Regions from separate parts of the Sus scrofa genome. Here region 2 is linked to region 1. The links are chromatin contacts, called in public Hi-C maps. All regions are on one chromosome and are shown on one strand. The core of a region is the stretch at or near the end of the contact, and the rest is flanking DNA. Distances in the headings are between cores, read along the strand shown. Region 1 has its middle 47 kb from the start of CDK1. Region 2 overlaps ARID5B (AT-rich interactive domain-containing protein 5B).

What was found. A called contact is a pair of places that touch in the nucleus more often than the background predicts.
Region 2: a Hi-C map of embryonic fibroblasts shows a contact between it and region 1, with 4 times the contacts expected there. The contact joins two enhancer-like sites. A contact is called at or near these places in 2 of 47 Hi-C or Micro-C datasets (embryonic fibroblasts and fetal skeletal muscle).

Annotation. Positions count from the first base shown.
Region 1 is chr14:64,279,540-64,282,286 of Sscrofa11.1, forward strand. No RefSeq gene overlaps it. Among named protein-coding and RNA genes, the nearest start is that of CDK1, 47 kb to the left of the region's middle. Within about 2 kb of position 1,327, at least 61 of the 83 cell types and tissues checked have an H3K27ac peak or open chromatin away from gene starts, as enhancers often do. A contact at or near this core is called in embryonic fibroblasts, where this site is marked.
Region 2 is chr14:65,545,001-65,547,747 of Sscrofa11.1, forward strand. All of the region lies in intron 4 of ARID5B (AT-rich interactive domain-containing protein 5B), which reads left to right. Among named protein-coding and RNA genes, the nearest start is that of ARID5B, 140 kb to the left of the region's middle. Within about 2 kb of position 1,336, at least 18 of the 83 cell types and tissues checked have an H3K27ac peak or open chromatin away from gene starts, as enhancers often do. A contact at or near this core is called in embryonic fibroblasts, where this site is marked.

The DNA.
Region 1 (2,747 bases), core at 77-2,576:
AAGCAAAGAACAGACTGTTCTTTGAACCCTACAGCCCTTGGAGAGAGTGTGGCCTTACCAACACGTTGATTTGGTTTTGTTTTGGTTTTTTGTTTTGTTTTGTTTTGTTTCCTTCTTACAGCTGCACCTGCAGCATATGGAAGTTCTCAGGCTAGGGGTCAAATTGGAGCTTCAGCTGAAGCCTGCTCCACAGCCACAGCAACACTGGATCTGAGCCGCATCTGCTACCTACACCAAAAGTTGTGGCAATGCCAGATCTTTAACCCACTAAGCAAGGCCATGAATCAAACCCACATCCTCATGGACACTATATTGGGTTCTTAACCTGCTGGGCCACAACAGAGAACCCCAACACCTTGATTTTTGGCTCAGTGTAACTGCTTTCGGACTTCTGACCTCCAGAAATGTAAAAGAATTTTCCGTTGTTTCTAGGCATCAGGAAAAAAAAATTGCTGTGGTGATTTTTTTATGTCAACCATGGGAATCTATGTGGTAGGTGTTGGGGAGATGGCAATAAAGGAAAAGCAGCCTTCAGGGAGCTTATACTTCCGCAGTGGAAGACAGTGAACAGATACATAAATGCACAGTCTAATGCCAGACAATGCTGCTGGCTCCATACTAAACATAAAGCAGCTGGTGGAAGCCCACAGAGCCTGGGAGAGGGGTAAGTAGACAGTAAGCTGGGTGGGGTGTGCAGAGCTCTGTAGGCTGTGAATGATAAGGAGATAAGGGCTTCGTATTTTCTTTTAAGTATGGATTTGCGGATCCTCCATTTGTGTGGGAAGCCATTGGGTTCCTCTTCAAGTCGTTCTAAGAGGGGCTGGAACCCTTCTATTGGCTGAAGTTCCTGTCCTGGGTTAGCTCTTTGAATTTGCTCTGCTCCCCGGGAGATTTCTTTAACCTCTCTAAGGTTTAATGTCTTTAACTTAGGTTGGAGTAACCAGTTAGTTCATAAAGGCGCTTGCTCTTAAAATAAACCAAAGCTCACAACCCCTTTCTGAACTGGGAAGCCACAGTCAGAAACACAATGGCTTCTCTGGCCGTGACGATCCCATTCGCGACCACTAGAGGGAGGCGGGCGAGGCGACCATTGCAGAATTGAATTGTTAAAAAAAAATTGAGGGCGTGTTGTTGAAAAAAGAAAGAAAGAAAAAAAAATCCTTCACTCACTCCCAAGGTCTGCTTTTAATTATACTGAGGGCTAGACTCTTAACCACACACATTTCAGCCAATCCTAGATGGCCCAGGCTCCTTTTTCACCCTCAAAGCCGTCAAGCCACAGGCGATGCACTTTCAGACCAGAGAAGCGGAACCAAGAGTCACGGATACCGGGTCCCACCCCCTGGCCCTGTCCTCGGGAGCCTTCCCGAATAGAGAGCAGCTTGGGATCAACTGCCCTAACTCATGATGGCCAAAGCTGAGATGTGACTGCAAGTGCCCTTCTAAATTCTTCCAGGGGTAATTATAGAATTACTCTTTCCTCTTCGTGTTGTGTTAGAGGCTGGCAAGCGATCCCTCTTTCCCCCACATCAAAGTAGAAACAAAGTCATTTGGAGTTCCTGTAATGAAAACCTCGATTTCTGGAGAGTTAAAGGCCCTTTGAAGAAAATTGCAAGGGGAGGTAGATTTTGGACGCACTTTCAGCACATTTTGTTAAAGCTGTGGGAGGATGTGATAATGACCATTAAAAGACTCTTTTTCCTCCGATTAATCTTTCTTACATCTACATCCAGAAGCTGAAGAAATCGGGGTCTATGGAAAAGATTCACTCATGTATTCATTGAGTAAACTTTTGCCCTTTTTTCTTATTGTGGCATAATTTCGGACTGACTGAAAATTACATGAATGATGCAAAGAATTTCTGAACTTCCTTTTCCCAGATTCCAAATATTCAAATTTTACCACCTTTGCTCTTTTCTTTCCTCCCCTTTCCTCCTATTGTCTTCTGAACTGAGTCAACAGCAGAAATGATACTTTTCCCCTATTTACTGTGTATTTCCTAAAAACAAGAGCATTCTCTGACATAACCACTGTACAAGTAATCTAGATCAAGAAATTAACAGATGTTATTCTCTAATTTAAGGACTTTATTCAGGTTTTTACAATTGCCATTAATATTATTTTCACAGTAAAAGAAACCCCTGTGTCATATATAGCATTTGCTTGTCATACCTCTCTAAGCTACTTTAAACAAACCATTTCTTGGTTTTTGCTTTGTTTTTATTCCTATTTTTAAAATACATATGTTGATGTTTTTGAAAAGTACAAGCAAAGTTTTTGGTAGAATGTCAGTGTGATGTTACTTTGTGATTAGACTCAGGATGTGCATTTTTGTTAGGAATACCATAGGAATTACATTGTGTCTTTCCAGTAAATTACATGGGGAGCCGTGATGTTGATTTGTCCCATCACTGGTGATGTTAACTTTCATCATTTGTTAAGACAGTAGTAAACATACTATGAAAGCTATAAAATATATATTAACACATATAATATAAGTGCAGTATAACATGTAAGTGAACTCTAATCTAATCTCTAATGTAATGTAAATATGATATAATAATGTAATATGTGTTAGGCTAGTGGTTCTTAAACTTCTGGTCTTATCCTAGAAGTACTTTATGTTCTTTCTTTTTGCCTTTTCTAGGGCCGCTCCTGCAGCGTATGGAGGCTCCCAGGCTAGGGGTCTAATTGGAGCTGTAGCCACCGGCCTACGCCAGAGCCACAGCAACGCAGGATCCGAGCCG
Region 2 (2,747 bases), core at 86-2,585, 1.3 Mb after region 1:
GCCAGATCCTTAACCCACTAAACAAGGCCAGGGATCAAACCCACAACCTTATGGTTCCTAGTCGGATTCATTAACCACTGCGCCATGACGGGAACTAGATAGTACCCTTCTAATTGTAATAATTCTCATGCAGGTTCCCCCCCACACACACACACCTCAACATCCAGCATAATCTTCTCCATTACTCAAGGGGCGTGGGGCTTGGAAATGGCTGGTGGGTACCTGGCATCTGGGGAGATGAACAGCAGGAGAAGTGAGTTGTCAGGTAGATGTGAAAGTGGAAGTTTGAGCCACTACGGGATCTTAGAGTCCACGATTGGTTTTGCTGGGTTTGTGACTTCATGATTAGACTTTGCAGCTAGGGGAGGAGACCAGACCCTCTGCATGTAGCCTGAGCACCTAGATGGCGCTGCCTCCTCTCCCTTAAGAACCAAGCCCTTGGGTATCTGTTCTGCCCAGATGTCTCTTTACGGAATATTTGGAATTCTAAGGCCCAGGTCTTTCAATAGGTTCCTGATGCCATAATTTATAGATTTCATTGCCCCAAAGATGACTGTTTGCAAAGCAGCTCTGAGCCTTTACAGATCCTGAAGAAACTCTTTCATCTGAGCATGGTTCCCCTGAAGGATACTGTGGGTAGTCAGAATAGACCAAAGTTTGGAAGGTCTGGCATTGATTTCGGTCTCCTTGCCCTTTTCCAGAATTCTCTCCTGAAAGAGTCAGTCCTCTGAAAACCCAGAATCTCTCTCCAGTCCACATGCAGATTGAGCTCCAGGCTGTTCCCCCTACTCTGCAAGTGGGAGTGAAAAGCAACTATAATCCCTATCTTCTTTGCCAGTGCCCTCTCAGACAAGCCTATTATAGATTTCTAGAACATTTCTGCATTCCTGTGGAATTCATTCCATCATTTCGGAATAATACAGAGATACCATTTGGTCATTTAAATCTGTCTCCCCCCTCCAGGCACAGATAGAGATCTGCCCATCACTGCTGGTAAAACCTGACTTAAAAAGAGGTTAGCTGGTGAATTAATGGCAAGAATGCATGGAGTCACATGCTTTCAAACCAATTAGCAATACAGATGAGCTAGCAAGTCAAGTTCCATTTATAGGGTGGGGGAGGGGAGAAGTCAAATAATCTGTGTTTTTAAGTGTTTCTGAGAAATGAAGACCTCCAGGGCAGAGAGAAGGCGGATCAGGAAATAGCTATGCAAATCGCATGCCTGTGAAATTACTAAAACTTTGATCAGAGGCATTAACAATGGCTCCAGTACTCACAAGTATGAAATAAGGAGTGAGTAAGGCAGGGCATGTTTGGAAGGGATTTCAAAAGTGTTTACTTCCATGGTTTGTTGAGCAGTCAATGAAGTCCACGGCTATTTTAGACTGAAGTTGCCCGAGCAGTCCAGGTATGACAAATGTAGTAATACATTCCATTCTCATTAGTGACTCTTGGGGATCTCAGTGACACAGAGTCAAAATGACTGGACCTCATATAAAGCCTGCCTTTTTTTTTTTTTTCCACCCTCTTTCTAAGGACACTACTGCTCACCCTTCCACCAGCTGTAGGAGAAGGCCTGGATTCTGAGAGAGGGTAGTTCCCTGGAAATGCTAAATTGCTATTAGTATTCAGTGGGATTCAGGCAACATTAAGGTATGACTTGGGCTAAAGCAAACAGGGAAACTCCAAGCGGCCATGATGTCGCAGCTGGCAAGTGTGACACTTCACACCCCTGGGTCCCTGTTCAGGGCTGTCTGGTCTTGAGGGTATTTGAGGCTCTCATCTCAGTTCCCAACTCTGGACTCATCTTTTTTTTTTTTTTTTTTTTTTTTTAAACGGCATATGGAAGTTCCCAGGCTAGGGGTCAAATAGGAGCTGTGGTTGCTGGCCTATACCACAGCCACAGCAGCTCAGGATCCAAGCCACATCTGCAACCACAGCTCATGGCAATGCCGGATCCTTAATCCACTGAGTGAGGCCAGGGAATCAAACCCATGTCTTCATGGATACTAGTCAGGCTCCTTACTGCTGAGCCACAACAGGAACTCCCTGCTTGTCCATCCTAAATGGAATGTTTGCATCTAACCCCCAACTCCCAGTCCATCCCACTCCCTTCCCTCACCCCCTTGGCAACCACCAGTCTGTTCTTTATGTCTGTGTAGACTCATATTTTTAATGCCTTTATTTGAGAAAAAAATATTACACTTAAAAAGGAAACTGTCAGAATAATTTTTTTAAAAATGGTAATACTCTTGTATCCTTTTTTTTTTCTCCCTAACCGTGCCTATTGCTTTAAATTCATCATTTAAGTTAGAAAGTTCCCCCAAGATAGAGTTGTGCTTCTTAGTGGTCCAGTGTGTTCATATCTCAGAAGCAACAGTTGCTTCTCAAACATTTCTATTGGGTGTGGAAAATTATTTATAGGAGAACAGAATAAAAGTAAACTTTTTATGATGTTCTTAAAGGTATATATAATTAATGCTTTGTGAATTCATGGGCAGATTCAAGCAGTTATCAGATTCTGAGTACCAGGAGCTGCAGTTTTCTGGCCCCACTCTGTTCGGTGTGGAGTATATGGAATATAACTGTGGATTGGAATTAAAATTTTCAGGGAATCATTTATAAATTTAAAAGAAAAAATGTTGGCTTTAAGTTAAAGCCACAATGAGAGCTGAGAGCTTCTGTTTTTCTTTTCCTTTTTCCCCAAGTATTTGAAAACTGAAATTCTGTAAGAGATTATCTGTGAA